5 separate regions of the Mus musculus genome follow, and all the other regions are linked to region 1. Evidence: chromatin contacts called from public Hi-C and promoter capture Hi-C data. All regions are on one chromosome and are shown on one strand. The core of a region is the stretch at or near the end of the contact, and the rest is flanking DNA. Distances in the headings are between cores, read along the strand shown.

What was found. Promoter capture Hi-C pulls out the DNA fragments that hold promoters and counts their contacts. Hi-C and Micro-C count contacts between places; a contact is called where the count stands out from the background. Capture Hi-C pulls out chosen DNA fragments and counts their contacts.
Region 2: a promoter capture Hi-C map of embryonic stem cells shows a contact between it and region 1. The contact joins the promoter of Apobr here to the promoter of Tbc1d10b in region 1. A contact is called at or near these places in 5 of 39 promoter capture datasets (cranial neural crest, embryonic stem cells, hippocampal neurons and 2 more), 1 of 484 Hi-C or Micro-C datasets (uterus), 6 of 115 datasets of contacts at active chromatin or transcription factors (bone marrow-derived macrophages, double positive thymocytes, embryonic forebrain and 2 more) and 3 of 9 other capture datasets (adipose tissue, liver and pancreatic islet).
Region 3: a promoter capture Hi-C map of liver shows a contact between it and region 1, with 2.0 times the contacts expected there. The contact joins the promoter of Prss8 here to the promoter of Tbc1d10b in region 1. A contact is called at or near these places in 3 of 39 promoter capture datasets (hematopoietic stem and progenitor cells and liver) and 2 of 9 other capture datasets (adipose tissue and liver).
Region 4: a Hi-C map of uterus shows a contact between it and region 1, with 4 times the contacts expected there. The contact joins the promoter of Stx4a here to the promoter of Tbc1d10b in region 1. A contact is called at or near these places in 1 of 39 promoter capture datasets (liver), 2 of 484 Hi-C or Micro-C datasets (CD4 T cells and uterus), 2 of 115 datasets of contacts at active chromatin or transcription factors (astrocytes and bone marrow-derived dendritic cells) and 1 of 9 other capture datasets (pancreatic islet).
Region 5: a promoter capture Hi-C map of liver shows a contact between it and region 1, with 2.4 times the contacts expected there. The contact joins the promoter of Hsd3b7 here to the promoter of Tbc1d10b in region 1. A contact is called at or near these places in 3 of 39 promoter capture datasets (liver and neural stem cells) and 2 of 9 other capture datasets (adipose tissue and liver).

Annotation. Positions count from the first base shown.
Region 1 is chr7:127,206,776-127,209,845 of GRCm38.p6, reverse strand. It overlaps Tbc1d10b (TBC1 domain family, member 10b), which reads left to right and starts at 1,378. Exons shown (of 9, transcript NM_144522.5): 1 at 1,378-2,396. The coding sequence starts at 1,483. It also overlaps a transcript of Mylpf not described here.
Region 2 is chr7:126,583,628-126,586,483 of GRCm38.p6, reverse strand. Apobr (apolipoprotein B receptor) reads right to left here and starts at 1,476. Exons shown (of 4, transcript NM_138310.1): 1 at 1,416-1,476; 2 at 1-1,108. The coding sequence starts at 1,472. It overlaps Cln3 (ceroid lipofuscinosis, neuronal 3, juvenile (Batten, Spielmeyer-Vogt disease)), which reads left to right and starts at 667. Exons shown (of 18, transcript NM_001146311.2): 1 at 667-1,189; 2 at 2,204-2,310.
Region 3 is chr7:127,928,574-127,931,644 of GRCm38.p6, reverse strand. Prss8 (protease, serine 8 (prostasin)) reads left to right here and starts at 1,532. Exons shown (of 6, transcript NM_133351.3): 1 at 1,532-1,847; 2 at 2,071-2,088. The coding sequence starts at 1,763.
Region 4 is chr7:127,840,334-127,843,444 of GRCm38.p6, reverse strand. It overlaps Stx4a (syntaxin 4A (placental)), which reads right to left and starts at 1,637. Exons shown (of 11, transcript NM_009294.3): 1 at 1,377-1,637; 2 at 1,080-1,181; 3 at 901-1,000; 4 at 687-761. The coding sequence starts at 1,406.
Region 5 is chr7:127,799,052-127,802,222 of GRCm38.p6, reverse strand. Hsd3b7 (hydroxy-delta-5-steroid dehydrogenase, 3 beta- and steroid delta-isomerase 7) reads right to left here and starts at 1,614. Exons shown (of 7, transcript NM_133943.2): 1 at 1,509-1,614; 2 at 977-1,148; 3 at 607-762; 4 at 281-389; 5 at 110-209. The coding sequence starts at 1,142. Setd1a (SET domain containing 1A) reads right to left here. Exons shown (of 19, transcript NM_178029.3): 18 at 2,995-3,132; 19 at 2,101-2,917. The coding sequence ends at 2,744.

The DNA of each region.
Region 1 (3,070 bases), core at 129-2,628:
GTAGCTAATGAGTACTAAGAGAAGTGGATAACAATACGGCTTGGTTCTTGAATCCTTCAAAGAGGAGGGTTCATGGTATTGAGGATTCATGGATTTGGGTTCTGAGATGGGACCTCCACCCACAAGCCGGGAGAGTGAAGTAGTGCTCAGAGGATATGGGTTTCAGAAATTGCAGTGTTTGCGGCGGCGGGGTGGAGGTGGGGGGGGGGGGAGAAGCTGAGTTTGTACATGAGAACTTAGAGAAACCTGGTCTGAGTTCCTGCCTGAAATAGGGAATTGAGAGATGAGTCTTTCAGAGGACTGACTATAGTCTAACTAGACACATCGAGGTAGAGAGTACTGATGAGGGCACTGGGTTTGTGGTGCAGCTCAGGAGTTGAATGAACAGGGGCTCTTTTGGAAACCCAAGAAGGCCAGCGCGGCACTCTTATTGGCTAGGAGCCGCACCGATGCTCCAGGCTCTTCTCAGTGATGTCCCCAGTTGTCACCTCCTCTCGCGCTTGTCTCTGGTTGTCACTGACTATTCTTGCTCTGGCACCGCCTGCTGGCAGCATCCCTGGCCCTAGAAGCAGAGAATGTTATCTATTTCTACTCTTATGCAAAGTGGAGAAGGACAGTCATTGGCTAACAAGTTAATCACAAGTTAAGCCCGCCTCTCCCTGGTTGTCATTCCTTCCTGATCATCTCAGGAAGTCTAAGAATTTTTCGGCTCTTTCTATTGACTGCTGATGCTGTCATCACAGGAATAGACGTGACCGTCAGTCAATTTGACTGCCTAGCCCCCCTTTTTAATTTGGTTCCCTTTTCACCATTTCCATTGGCTAACAAGTTCCTAGTCCCTGCCTCTTACTGCCCAACACCAGCCTCATTCCCCGCCCTTCTGCGGTCACTCACTCTCTTCAGTTGTGTTTATTGGCCTGGATGCTCAGGATCTCTCTTTTCTATTGCTTGTTTTCTTCGTCCTGCCTCTGCCTTCTTCACTTCCTCTTTCTCGAGTACCCACCCTCTTCCCGCCTCTAACCCCACCCACCCTTCCATCGATTGGCAGGAACTCAGTTTTCTCTCTCCTATTATCCGTCCTGGTCTTATAGAGGGGGCGGGAGATTAAAAAAAAAAAAAAAAAAAAAAAAAGGAGGGGTGCGGGAGGGCCTTTCCTCGCGCAGGCGTAGTTCGCCGGGACAGTGGCTGCTCCTCCGCGTCTGCGCAGGCGCGACGTCGGCAGCCGGCCCCTCGCTGGGAGGGGGCGGCGCGAGCGCGCGAGTAGGGTGAGAGGCCGGGAGACCCCGGCGCGAGCGCCGTCGACCCTTGCCCCGCCTGCGCGCGCCGCCCGCCGCCTGCCGCCGGGTCCCGCCCCGCCCCCGGCGCGCGCCGAGCCGCGCCCTTCGCCCTCTCTGCAGCCCCGGCGGGCTGCTCCGGGCGGCCTGAGGGGCGGCGCCTTCTGCGGCCTCCCCGGCGGGGGGATGTGAGGGGCCGCCCGCAGCTATGGAGACGGGTCCGGCGCCCCTTGTGGCCCCGCCGCGCCGCCACGGCGCCCCCGCTGCCCCTTCGCCCCCGCCCCGGGGCTCCCGGGCCGGATCGCACTTAGTGGTGGAACCGGGACCGCCAGTGACTACAGCCACTTCGGCCCCAGTCGAATTGGTGGCCCCCGGGGAGGCTCGGCCCGCCTGCGTCCCAGGATCATCACAGACCTCGGCCTCTACACCCACGACAGCTACGAGCAGCACGGTAGTGATGCTGACCCTGGAGGCCTCACCCGAAGCCGCGAAGACGCAAGAGTTCCCCGCACCAGCGGCAGAAACAGGAGCCGAGACGTCGGTGGCTTTGGCTTTGGGGACAGACACTCAAAAGACGGAAGAGGTTCGAGCCTCTCCTGTCCCAGGACCAGGGACCCCCACTCGGACACCTTCCAGAATGGCGCCTGGAGCCCTGACTGCCAAACCCCCGCTTGCCCCCAAGCCGGGGACCACAGTGGCTTCAGGAGTGACTGCACGGGGTGGAGTAGGACAGGTGGCAGGTGGGCATGAAGCTGCGACCTCAGCATCAGCAGGGTCGGTGCCTGAGGACCCCTCAGGGCCTGTCACAGGCCCTCCCGGGACATGCGAGGCTCCGGCTCCGACTCCGGTGGCTGTGGTGACAGTGACCCCAGCTCCGGAGCCTGTTGAAAACTTTCAAGACCTGGGCTCCACGTCCAGTCTAGGACCTGGCATCTCGGGGCCTCGGGGTCAGGCCCCAGACACCCTGAGCTACTTGGACTCCGTGAGCCTCATGTCAGGGACCTTGGAGTCCTTGCCGGATGATGTGAGCTCCATGGGTTCAGACTCGGAGATAAATGGGATGGCCCTGCGCAAGACGGACAAGTATGGTTTCCTTGGGGGCAGCCAGTACTCAGGCAGCCTGTGAGTACACAGTGGGCACCCCGTGGGGGCTGCCTGGGGACGCGTAGGGGGAGGGGAGGGGCGGGGAGGGGATGCACCTGGCCAGCCCTGGCCCAGGGAGTCATTAGCAGGAGCTGCAGTGCCCAGAGCATCCTGGGGTTTCTATGACTTCAGAGCTGAGGACCAGGGATCAAGGCAGTCGTCTCGATTTAAGCCTAGACCTTGCCTAGGCCCGTGTCCTTGAGCTAGTGGTGTCCCTGTTTCTATGCCTCAGTTTCCTCTATGAAGAGAGGGATTGAATGAGCTGATACCTACTAAGCAGCTAAGATGCCAGCTGCTTGGTATGAAACTATTAACTAAAAAGGCCAGACATTCTGGAAAGTTGGTTGGGCGAGGATTCTGGCAGAAATCTTAGATCTCTGAGGGCAAGAGGGATGCCTTCAGAGTAGCAGTGGGTGTGGGGGGGTATCTGTAGGCAGAATAGTGGGGTGAGAAAGTCTGCTTGATGGAGGAGAGACCCTGAAGGCAGGGCTTTTGTGAGAGGGCAGTTTTGTATTTTCATTGAAGGGAAAGGGTGGGGGAGGCCTCTTCCCCATTTCCTCATCTCCCCTGCCCTAGTTGAGCTTTCCTAGTTCCTTCCAGGGAGGGGCCTGAGTCACTCCTAAGGTGGGGGTGAGTGTGATTAGCCTGACTTC
Region 2 (2,856 bases), core at 227-2,726, 620 kb after region 1:
CTGCCCGTACCTCTTCTTCTAGACTCACTCCATTATCCCTGATGGCTAAGTCTTGCCTCTCCTCATCCTCAAAGCTGCCCTCTGTTTCCTGTTCTCCCATAGCCTCCTCTTCAGCTATGTGGCCTTCAGTCATCTCTCCAGTTCTCTCAGCCTCCAGGGTCTGGATCGGAAACCTAACTTCAGCCTCTCTCTTCTCGTCGACCTCATCCTGCTGGTCTCCCTTGTCAGCCTCTTCTAGGACCCAGACTCTCCCAGTAGTTCCTGGGAAGTTGTCTCCTGGGTCTGACCCGTATTCTGTTCCCTGAACTCCTAGGCTATCAGCCCCCTCCCTGTCTGAGACTGTCCAGGCCTCTCTACTCAACATGGCCTGGTCCTCAGACTCGGCCCCGGGGCATTGTGTCCCCTGTGCCCTTGCCCTTTCACCATCCCTCATTGGGACCATCCTCTCCTCTTCCTTGTCAATCCCTTTGGCACCAAACCATTCGATTTCTGCAACCATGTCTTTGGCCACCCAGTCTATCTCTTTGCTGTCCTCTGTCACATGCTGCCCCTCAGTGCCAGCATTCCCCCCAGGCTCGCTGTGCCAGGTTGGCTGTGACTCCACCCCCTCGGCCATCCCTGACTCTGCTGCTCTGACCACCTCCTCCTCTTCTTCCTTCTGTTCACAGGTTCTCAGAGGCTCCCCACTGCTTGCTTCCTCTTCACCGTGCTCCCAGATCTCCTGGGCTGTATTACTGCTCCTGTCTCTGTGAGTCCCAGGCTCTGCCTCAGGCTTCAGTGGGACACTTGGCTCCTGGCCCCTGGCATCCTCAGCTGCCTTCCAGGACCCAGTGTCCTGCCTTTCTGCTTGGGGCCTTGCAGAGCTATCTGCTCTCCACCCCCAGGTCTGTTCACCAGCTAAACTTCCTTCTTGGCATCTTCTAGTCTCTTCGGGTGCTTCTACCCCCTCACTCTGGCCACTTCTAAGTCCCTCCAGTACCTCCTGGGCTTCCTCTCCTACAACCTTCCCCTCAGTCACCTCTCCCAGTTCCTCAGCTGCCTGTGTCTGCCTCTCTACTGTGGGGACTGTGTCTCCTACGAGGTAGGACACAAACGCACTGAAGGAGTCCTAGAAGAGAAGAAAGAAGAGTGAAGGCACTCAGGGGAGGTCTAACCACTTCCCCAGGAGTACACTGTTAACAAAGCCCAGGTAAGAATCAGGGATCTGGACGTCTGCTAAGGGACCCCGACAAGGCCTAGCTTGAATAAGTGGGTACACTTGTAGAGGCAGGAGATTGAAACCCAGGAAGGACTGGGCTAGGAGTCTGGCTGACTGTAGGAAAGGGAGCTCAGGCTTCAGGAGAGGCTGTAAGGGAGAGGAAAGGTGAGACTACGAGGAATGGTGGAAGTTTCGGGTATCTCTCTGCCCCTCTCACCAGTGCTCCCCTCAAAGCCTGATGTAGCCCAGGGAGACGAAGCCGGAGAAAATCCATCCTGCAGGTCTCTGTGTGTCCAGAAAGCTCACAATGACCATCCGTCCCCACCCACGAAGTCCTCCCCAGCACCCAAGACACTTCCTCTTCCCCTGACTCTCCCTGACAAATCTCCACCCCAGGCCCTGTGCACCTCCCCCCTGCTCATGGATGACTTCATGACAGGCAGGGGGATGGCTTAACAGTGTCCAGGTGACTCAGACTCGGGTGCACATCTGGAACTAAAGGGCAGAGGATCGGGCCAGAAAGGGGAAAGGGAAAAAAAAAGTGGAAACAGGAGACCTCAGAATTGGGTATGGGGGAGGGGGCATTCGGCAAGTGCAGCCTGAGTGACTCAGGTCTTGTATTCGCACCTCAGCCATTTCCGCCTCCTCCAAGCCACAGCCTTCAGTGAGAGGAAGCTAGGGTTTGTGGTTCCTGATTTATTTGGGGGAGAAGCTGTAGAAGTGAGGATAAGGCCACTGGAAGTTCTGGGTTCCCATTTTCAACGCCATTAAGATTTTTCTGGGGATGAAAGGTCTGGATTGGTGCTCAATGCCCACACCCTCACCTATGGTTATTCTTGTACTGTGGTCATGTGTCCTCACAGCTTACTGTGAGTTCCTTAAGGACAGAGGCTGCAGAATTTCTAGAGACTCGTTTGGGTAGGAGGATCCTTTTTCTCACTGTTTGAGTGATCTAGGAAGAACACCACAGGAGGGCATATTTCAAACGGCAAATCTTAATGACAGGTGGTTGAAAAGACCCGGGAGAAGTGGGCAGAGGCTGCTGGAATCCATAGCAGAGGAATAGGCTTGATGAAGAATGGTCAAGATGCTGCCCTGCCATCGAGTGGAAGGTAAGGGAAGGACTCCTTATTTGGAACTGTGAGGTGACACATTCCAACTATCCTCTCAGCCTCATTCTCCTAACTTCCAATTAGGACAAACGGCTGACATCACAGACCAGGAAAAACACCCATAGCAGCTTTCTCAGTGAACTTAGCACCTTTGCTCTATTTCTTACTGCTGAGTCTCTGAAGTCAGCTAAAAGTCTAGCCTCTGTTGCACAGTGGGGCGGAGGGACCTTGGTTTTCTCTTGTAAAACCAGGGGTTGGACAACTTTCGTGGTATTTGTTGTTCTAGGATAGTAAGGCAAAGGGGATTTAACCGTAACATCGTGAATATTGCCACAGATAATTCATAGAATGCTGTTTTGTGGGTGTTTATTTTTAATCGATCTACTCTCAGCTACTTCCCAGATGCTTATTATAGGTCTTTACAATAGGTCTGTAAGGACAACAGATAACACTTGAGGCTGGTCGCCTTTGCGCTCAAGCAGAACTTGTCCTTGGGACGTTGGGTGGGGTAGTGGGACATCCGCAGCAAAGTAGCCATAATTGTTT
Region 3 (3,071 bases), core at 283-2,782, 720 kb before region 1:
GGAAGTAAGGGTCAGTTTTTCCTCAGCTTAAACCTAACCCATATCCATACCCACAGACGGCCGGCACACGGGCTGCCTTTCTGTGAACTCCTGTGCCCTGTTACTCATGTGTACACACACATGCATGCACCAGCACAAGCAAACTCTGAGGCTGCTGCTCTCCAGCCTGTCTTGAGGCAGGGTTTCATGAACCTGGACCTTGCTGGTTCGCCTAGACTGGCTGGGCAGCAAAGCCCCAGGGTCTGCTGACTCCCACCCAGGACTGTCCTGGGGTTGCAGCTGTGAACCGCCACACTCACACTTTACAGAAAGCCAGGGATCGGAACCTGGGTTTTTATGGGCCTGCACGTGGGAATTGCTTTACCACCGAGCCTTCCCTAGGCCTTTCCCTGAACTCCTACCCTACCTACTTCACAACACCCCGGCTTTGTCTTTATTTATTTATTTATTTATTCTTTTTTTTTTCCAAGACAGGGTTTCTCGGTATAGCCCTGGCTGTCCTGGAACTCACTTTGTAGACCAGGCTGGCCTCGAACTCAGAAATCCCCCTGCCTCTGCCTCCTGAGTGCTGCTGGGATTAAAGGAGTGTGCCACCACATCCGGCTTTTTTTTTTTTTTTTTTTAGAGATTTTTCTCTATGTAGCCTTGGCTATCCTAGAATTTGCTATGTAGACCAGTCTAGCCTCAAACTCACAGACATCTGCCTGCCTGTGCCTCCGTGGGACAAAGCACAACTGGCTTTAAAGACACGTGCCACCACACCTGGCCTAACTTTGCCAGTGTTGTTTGGTTGGCATCTTTCCATGCCCTCTGAGGATTTGGTTCCCAGCGTTGTTCTTCCACGAGCCCTGCAGCTACTGTGCAGTTGAGAGTCCCACTAATTGGGTCTATATCACAGCTCCTAATTTGAAATGATTAATCAATAATTGCCTTTTGTTACTTGATTCGAGTCTGACATCCCCACTTCATCATCATCTTAAGGAGGTCATAGATGGTACAGTCTGCCACTTGTGCCGGGTGCACAGATAGGTACTTAGCAAATACTTACCGGATGATTGTCAATAGCCAGCCGTGCTCAACACCTGCAGGAAGGTGTTTCTACAGAGGGCCTGCCACGAATGGCTTTGGCCTGGGGCATTCCCCCATGCTAGTTTTAGATACCTGGCCTGAGGAGGGATGGGAAGGGCTGAGCAGCGGCTGTGGCCCTACCTTAATAAGGTCTAGACCAGGCCAGGTTGTCGGGGAAGAGGGGACTAGGAGTGGGGGGAGGGGGGGTGATAACTGAGTGACCAATAAGACCTGGGGTACTTGGCTGGCCCTTAGGGTTCCCAGTCCTGCCTGGGACTGCTTTCTGACTGTCCAGGATCAGTTTTCCTGTATCAAAAGCACCCACTGCGAAAGGATCCAGGAAAGGACCACAGAGGCCAGAAGCAGGAAAAAAAAAAGCCTGCTTTCCGAGGAGGAGGAGGAGGGCGTGGCTGAGGGAGGAGCCCACAGGTGGTTGGCTCCTGAAGTGCCTGGAGAGGTCTCTGTTGACCAAATTGTAAGGCAGAACAGGTCCACGCTGGTCACTGCAGAGAGACTAAAGGTGTGTCCCGTCTTCCCCCTGGCCATTTTCTGCCGAGAAGCCTGCTTCACCTTCCCAGCCTAGATCCTGGGATTCCTCACTCTGATCCCACACCTAGATCCTGCCTTCAAAACCAGCCTTCTGGTTCTTCCCTTTCTACCTAGGGGCTCCTTCGGGGGGCCCTTGTCCTAGGCCATGGCCCTAAGGGTGGGCCTGGGACTTGGGCAGCTGGAAGCTGTGACCATTCTGCTCCTTCTCGGATTGCTCCAGTCGGGAATCCGTAAGTATGGATCCGCGGGAGGGAGGGTTGGAGAAGGAGCCCCGGTGAGAGCAGGCTGGTCCCCGTGTAGACTGAATTCGCGAATCTCCGTGTTCCTACCGTCTTCCCCTCTTCTCTTGTTAGTCCCCCAAACAAGGAATCACCCTATGGGGAAGCGGTTGGCGTGAAGGGCTCTGGGGACTCAGGCCTCCCTGCCAACTCCTCTCTCTTTCTTTCCCTCCAGGAGCTGACGGGACTGAAGGTGAGGCTTTCTGCGGGAGTTGGGGGAGTGAGGGCACAGCGGCTCGGTGTCCCCTGGCGGGTTGTAGGAACACTTGTCGCCTAGCTGGGCTTGCACTTAGCCACACTAAGTGTCCCAACAGCTCTGAGTGTATGGAATCTTGGCTCTTGTTTTATGAGGAAACTGAGGTAAAGAGATGCAGTGAGCTGTCCGCGGGCATAATCGAAGCCTGACTCTCAGTGTGGGTAGGGGAGGTGGCTCTGAGAAGATCAGCTCCAGTGTAGACTGGTTTCCGGTCTGAGCATAACTATCTAGTAGCCTTGTCTCCTTATCTTTCAAAGCTCCAGTTTCTTTGCCTTGAAAAGCTGTTCAGTTCTGTTCTTCTAGGGCTGTGAGGAAGACCGGGAGATTGGGAAGTGAAAGCCCCTTGGAGCCTAGATGCGCCTCAGCTGCAGTCTGAGTAGTAGCCATTGTCAGGATTGTGAGGGAATGAAGGAAGAATCTAGCTAGGTGTTTTCTCTGCCTACTGCTAGCTTGGGGGGTGGGGGGAGCGGCTCAGGTCCCCAACCTGAGGAATCCAATTTCCTTGCAATGTTCAATCACACCCCTAGTTCTCCTGTGCTCAGCAGATGGGGAGAGGGTGGAAACAGGTGTGTCTCTAGGTAACGCTCAGGTTGGTGCAGTTGGAACAGTCATAGGCATGAGAACAGGTGTCAGCCAGCCTGGACTCTGTGGAGAGGGCCCTGGAAGCTGAGAGCGACACCTGTGACCTAGCCGGCTGATCCAAACATGCCATGGAGGGGCTGTGCCCGGATGGCTCTCTAGCCTAGTGGAGAAAGGCTGGAAAGGCATTCAGAATAGAGTGACTGGTCTTAAAGGTCCAGTGGTAAGGAGTGAGTGGCCCAGTGGCTGTGACAGGAAGCGGGGCTGTGTGATAGTCAGAGGATAGTGGCATATGTACCTGCAATTTATTTTTTTTTAATTCTTTAAAATTAAGTGCCGGG
Region 4 (3,111 bases), core at 388-2,887, 630 kb before region 1:
TTAATAAAAGTGTAAGCCATATAATAAAATATTTTAAGTGAATTTTTAAAAAGTGATTGGAGACCAGATCAGGGCCACATCTACATTCCAGCTACGTAGTAAGGAGTTTCTTGTTTTCTAACATTTTTATTACATAGTGACTATGAACAGGAATGCCTTCTGGTAGTAATGCATAATGGAGGAGGAGGAGAAGAAAAAAGAAGGAGCGAGCTTTTAATTTAATCTCAGCACTCAAGAGGCAGAGAAAGATGGATCTCCGTGCATTTGAGGCCATCCTGGTCTATATAGGAGGAAGAGGTGGAGGAGTAGGTGAGAAGAGAGAAGGGAGAGGAGAAGGGGGCGAATTCTGAATTTCTGAGATATGTTTTTCTTTGAATTACACCAGTGGGTTCCCACAAGCGTGGAGGAACCTCTCATCTGCTTGCCCAAAGAATACACACTGGCCTGAAAGGATGAGAGCAGTAAGTAATTTTGAATTTAAACTTAAAATAATAATAAAGGAATCTGAGAGGCCATAATGTGCTCTGCAAAGTACCATGGCTTTGATGCCATGGGACAGAGATCCTAGACCCAAGTCTGCTGTGTGACCTGGATCTATCACTTGACTGTATACAACAACTAGATACACCAGCAACTGGGCTGAATCAAAGGGAAAGATATGGCTGAGACCCTTGAAATTCATTCACCTTTTAGCTGCGCCCGGACCTCTCTCCCCAGCTGTTTGATCTCCTCTCGCAGGTTCTGCAGGCCCTGCTTCATGCCTAAACGAGAAAGCCAACACTTCTAAATCACAGCCTCTCCCACAAACCAAAACCAAACCCATCCTGGCCATCACCTGAATAAAACTACATCCCCCATAGTCCACCGGGCTGGCGTGCGTGAGCCCTAGGTTTCGCTTACTCTCCTCGGGAAGAGGCGTGGCCAGGATGGTGACCTGCTGTTTCTCCAACTCCCGGACTTTACTCTCCAGTTTGGCCATAGTCTGCCGAATTGTCTGCACCTAGGAAGGATCACCAAGAGGGCTGAAGACTTAAGTGTCACTCTAGTCCGCCCTACTCCTCGGTTCTCCTGACCCTTACCTTCTGGAAGAACTCGTCGTCCGGGCTGCCCAACCGGGCAGCACCTGAGTGCACCACCAGCGCGACTCGAACCTCATCTTCATCGTCTGAGATGTTATCCCCCTGCCAGGGCCGGAGTCATTGGCGACAGTTGCTCGCTGCGGTTCTCGCCCCGCAGGAACCATGGGCTTCCGGGATTTTCCTTCCTGGCCATCAGCCACCCGCCCGGGACCCAAAACCAGGAGTCCTCACTCCAGCGCGCCCGCCCGGCCCCGCTTCTCCTCACTCCAGGGTGTCCTCACCATCCCGGTTTCTCACCTGCCTCAACTCGTGGGTCCTGTCGCGCATGGTGGTCGGAGTGCCCTGGACCCGAGCCCAAAGGGCCTCAAGGTTCTAAATTTGGAAGTCCTGCACCTCTCTCACACTTGACACCCCCTCCCTCACCCAGCGAACTCCAGTACACCCCGGAGCCGCCAAAGGCCCCACCCCTTTCACCATCCACAGTCGTGGGGAAGAACCCGATCATAGGACCCCCAAAGTTCTACAGGTTGGAATTCCCTTCTCTTCCCCCCATCCTGCTCCCGCAGCTGCCGCCCCGCCCCTCGGGGGATGACTCCGAGCATGCGCGCGAGGGCTCGGCTCGTCCTCGCTAGAGGGAAAGGCGGAGGTCGGAAGCAGTGGCAGCCGAACGGAAGCGAGGCTGCCTGAGTCCAGAGCCCGCCCCGCTGCTCCCCCCCCCCCCACTACCGGAACATCTCATATTGGAGCCGAGATCTAGTTGCCCAAAGGGTTGGGAATGCGTCATTTGCACGCAGTCTGAGAGCCTCGTATCTCACATCACCCCATGGCGCCCCCTCATCACGTGACAGGCCGGGCCCAGCTCCGCGGGCTGCACGCCCGACCGCCAGTCATGTGTTCCGGCCTGTCAGCGACGTCTCGGGCTTCAGTCTCGCGACGTCCCCGACACCCCAGCGTCTGAGCTGTGCCCCAACAGCTTCTTCGAGGTGGGGAAGGGTACACTGCCTACTCTCAGCCACCTACTAAGGATGCTCTGTAGAATTCACTTTTTTGTTGTTTTAATTTTGGGTCCTCGGGCGTGGGCAAAGTGAAGACTTGCATTTGGGGCTGTCAGTATCATGAGACCTTGGAAATCAGGAAATAATAAGACCCGAGTCTCCAGCGTCAGGGAATTGCAGGGTTTTGTAGGCAGAGAATCTGGGGGTGGGAAGTGACCTCAGCCAAGGTGGCGCTCCCCCCGCTGCTCCCCCGCGTCCTCCTGGCACAGCCTCTGACAGGTGGGCGGCCTATGCCCCGAGTGAGCATTGCAGTCCCGCTGAGCTCGCTACCTTCTGAGCAGCACGACAATTCCAGAGCAGCTCAGACTGAGAAAAATGTACTGTTACCTCCGCAGCCCTGCCTTACAGCTGACGTCTCAGCATGACTTGCTTTTCTTTAACGGAATCCCCAACACCAAATTCGGTAGCTGCCACATAGCAGTCCTGCATAGAAGATTTGATCCGAATAGTAGCCTTTCCTGTATTTGAAACTAAAGCCCGTGGCTTCCTGATCTTCTTTACGCTTCTCTCACGGTGCCATTTCCCCAGATTTGTTTGTTTGTTTGTTTGTTTGTTTGTTTGTTTTTCGAGACAGGGTTTCTCTGTGTAGCCCTAGCTGTCCTGGAACTCACTCTGTAGACCAGGCTGGCCTCGAACTCAGAAATCCGCCTGCCTCTGCCTCCGGAGTGCTGGGATTAAAGGCGTGCACCACCACTGCCCGACTTCATTTCCCCAGCTTTGACCCTCCAGAAATACATTCACTTGATAGATTTATTGGACACATACATACTAGGGAATAGATACTGATATGGGCTAGCGACATATCAAGGACCAACAGACCAAAGTCCTGTGCCCTGTGGAACTTCTATTGTATAGAAGCTTCCCCCCCCCCCGCACCCCCCAAAGTCCCTCAGCAGGTGTCAGAACAGCTAAAAATGGGTATTTGAATACCTGAAAGTTCATCAAAAGAAACAATAGTCAGTCCCTTTCTGGTTCTG
Region 5 (3,171 bases), core at 365-2,864, 590 kb before region 1:
GGAATTTTGAAGTGTACCCACCCTCTCCACCGTGGGCTGGAGATGGATGCAAAGAAGCCTGGGACTCAGGCTCTGCCCCTGCAGCTCAAGTCCCATCTTTGCAGTGTACCTTCCTTCCATTGGCCTCGAGGACCAGCTGCTCAGCAAGGGCTTTACTGCATGGGTAGGGATGGCTGTGGACTGCCTCATATGGGGTATCTTCATTGCCCCTGGAGAGGGGAGAAAGAAGACTGAGTGCTGGAGGGAAATGGGCTCTAAGATTAAGTGGGGCTGAGCTCACCTGTAGAAGGGGTGGCCCTTGATGTTAGGCCCCACCACTTCCATGCTGCTCGTGTAGACCAGGTACTGAGTGCCAGTCTGCACACAAGCATCAATCACATTCTGTGTGCCTATGGAGGAAAGGGACAGACGCAAGCTGTGTCTTCCCGCCTCTCACTCCTTCTGCCCCCCCCCCCCCCCCAGTGTCCAAGGAGAACCGCATCAGGTCAGGACAGGGTTCGACAGCAGTAAATGGACAAGGTTATCAAAAAGGACAGGCCCTCCCATAAAAATCACTGGTCAGAGGCAGGCCACACACTAGGGGCCAACAGGTAGGTAGCAGCTCACCCTGCACGTTGACTTTGTGGATGGTCTTTGGACTGGCCTTCCCAAACACATCCACCAACCCAGCTGTATGGATGACCACATGTGATCCAGACATGGCTGCTGCCACCTCATGGGCCTGAGTCACATCCCCCTGGATGGCAGTCACCTGCACAGGCCCTGGTGGAGACCCGAGGCAGTGTCAGAGCTGGGGCCTTAGCCAGCTGCTGAGTTTGGCCTGTCCACACCCTGGAAGCCACATGAACCAATGACTCACCCGGCCCCTCTGTCTGGTGGAGAACAAACAGGAATCATCTTTTCCATAAGCTGAGGTATCCCAGTCTGGGAAGGGATGGGGCCTCCCTACCTCCTGCTACTGCCCCACTCCAGTCACCTGCTTTCAGCTCCTCCAGCCAAGAACTCAGGTGCAGGTCAAAGACACGCAGCTCCCGGAGCCTGGGCTCCCGTTCCAGCAGCATCCGAACAATATGTTCCCCCAGGAAGCCGCAGCCACCTGTGACCAGGTATACCAGTGTTGGCACCTGTGCAGAGTCTGCCATGCCCAGCTGTGGGAAGAGAATTTAGCTCACTAGAATTGCCTGGTAGCACCTGCTCCAACCATGTGTTCTTCATAGAAGGGATCATTAGGTGGGAGCAGTGTGGGTGGAGAGGCTGAGTAGCAGGGGTGGGTTGCAGTTTTCTGTGCCTGTAGCACTAAGGCTCCCTGCCCTCTGACCCTAACTGCTGAGTCACTAGAATTGGATGCAGAATGGGAGGGATTGAGGCGGGTGGGGGGAAAAAAAAAAAAAAAAAAAAAGACTAGATTACTAAAGGACAGGCAGAGAAAGCAAGGAGTTGAATAGGGAGGTTGGAAGGGCGCAGGCTAAAAGGCAGGCCAGCTGGGCCTCAGTATCAGCTCTGCCTACCTGTAGTAAGTCCCAGGGCGCACAAACTGGCCACTGGAGGAGGTTGTGTCCTGGACTGGTGGACCAGCTAGATGTACATAGGCTTCCTTCCTTCCGCTCGCTCCTCCCTCCTGACCCATTCCAGGAAGGAGACCAGCCTAGCCTCCACCCCTAGGGGCGGGCAAGGGGGTTTGGAGGGAATTTTCTTGCCAGAGTGCCCCCTGGTGGCCAGTCCACTCTTCAGTGGCAGGCAAAGGACAGAACCTGCCCATTTGGTAGTGTATTTCAGGATAATAGGGTAGGGAAGGGATGCCCCCATCACTGATATGTTTGTCCCTCCTGCTGGGTCTCCCAGTAGGCTGAAGGCCCAGCACCAGCTATGGTTCTGGGAGGGAGAGCAGGGTAAACCTGATCTTGACATAATTCTGGCTAGCATCCATAGTGAGACAGATCTGGCATGTTTGTTGTATCTAGGTGGTTGGTCCAAAGCAGCACTGCGGTCTGCAGGTTGATTCACCCCAAACTCAAAGCCACCCATTCCCCCTCTCTCCTGCTTCACCCACTGTGGCAACTTGCATCCCAGTCTGCTCTTCCCAAAGATACTGACCAAGCATTTTTGTACAATAAAGTTTAATCACAATTATAAAAATGTGGTGTTGGGTTTCACTATTAACATTATGTACAATCCAGCCCAACAAGAAGGGCCTGCCCCCCACCATCCTGGCCCACTGAGCCAGAGCCCTGAGACACCAGGGTGGGAGGGTGACCCACAGGGTCTGGCAGGAACAGATGAGGCAGGGTTCCAGGCACAGAGTTCCCAGGACTAGGGGCCAAAGGCCCCCCCAGGGGGAGAACATGGCCACTGCCCCAGAGACCCCTAAACTGGGGCGGGGTGCACATAGGGCAGAAGGGGAAGTCCCCATTAACATGAAGCAAAGGGCTATGCAGCCCCCAAGAATAGCATCTATACAGGCTGGTACCCCAGGTTTCCACAGGAAACAGCTGCTGGCAGCTACAAAACATTTACAGCTTCTTCTTCGCAAAGAAAAAAAAATTAAGAGGGTGTTTGGGCATGGGGCATAGGGGAGGCAGCAGATGCCTCAAAGGACTGAGGCTCCCTTGTTGGCCTCAGTGCTCCCTATCCCACGTGAAGGTGGGGGCAGTGGGCCCTGCTGAGCCCAATAAGGCTGGGGTGCTGGGAGCTTAGGGCACCAAGGGGGAATAAATAGGGGTGAGGGCACCGGTCCTGCCCCACCTCAGTTGAGGGAGCCACGGCAACTTTCAGTGCCGCACAGACACGGAATCTTGTTGTCTTCTAGTGGGAACTTGTAGTCGTAGGTGATCTCCTCATCCACGCCGATGGGCTGCTTCGAGTAGATGACAATCTTTTTCTGAGACTCAATGGTGATCACCTTCGCATAGCAGTTGGGCTGCAGGAGGTGGGAGTGTAAGCCACAGCCCCACCTCACCCCTGCCCAGCCCAGCCCCGGCCCAGCCCTGAGCGCACCGTGCAGCAGTGGTTGATGAACCTGGCGAGGTTGCCACACTTGGTGGCATCAATGATGGTGTCGTGATCCACCCGGAAAAGGTAGCTGCTGCCAATGCCCTCCTGCACGTAGCGCTTTTCCCGCATGTCCGCTACCATCTGTGAGAGTAAGACACGCCCTAAGACTTCAGCCACTGC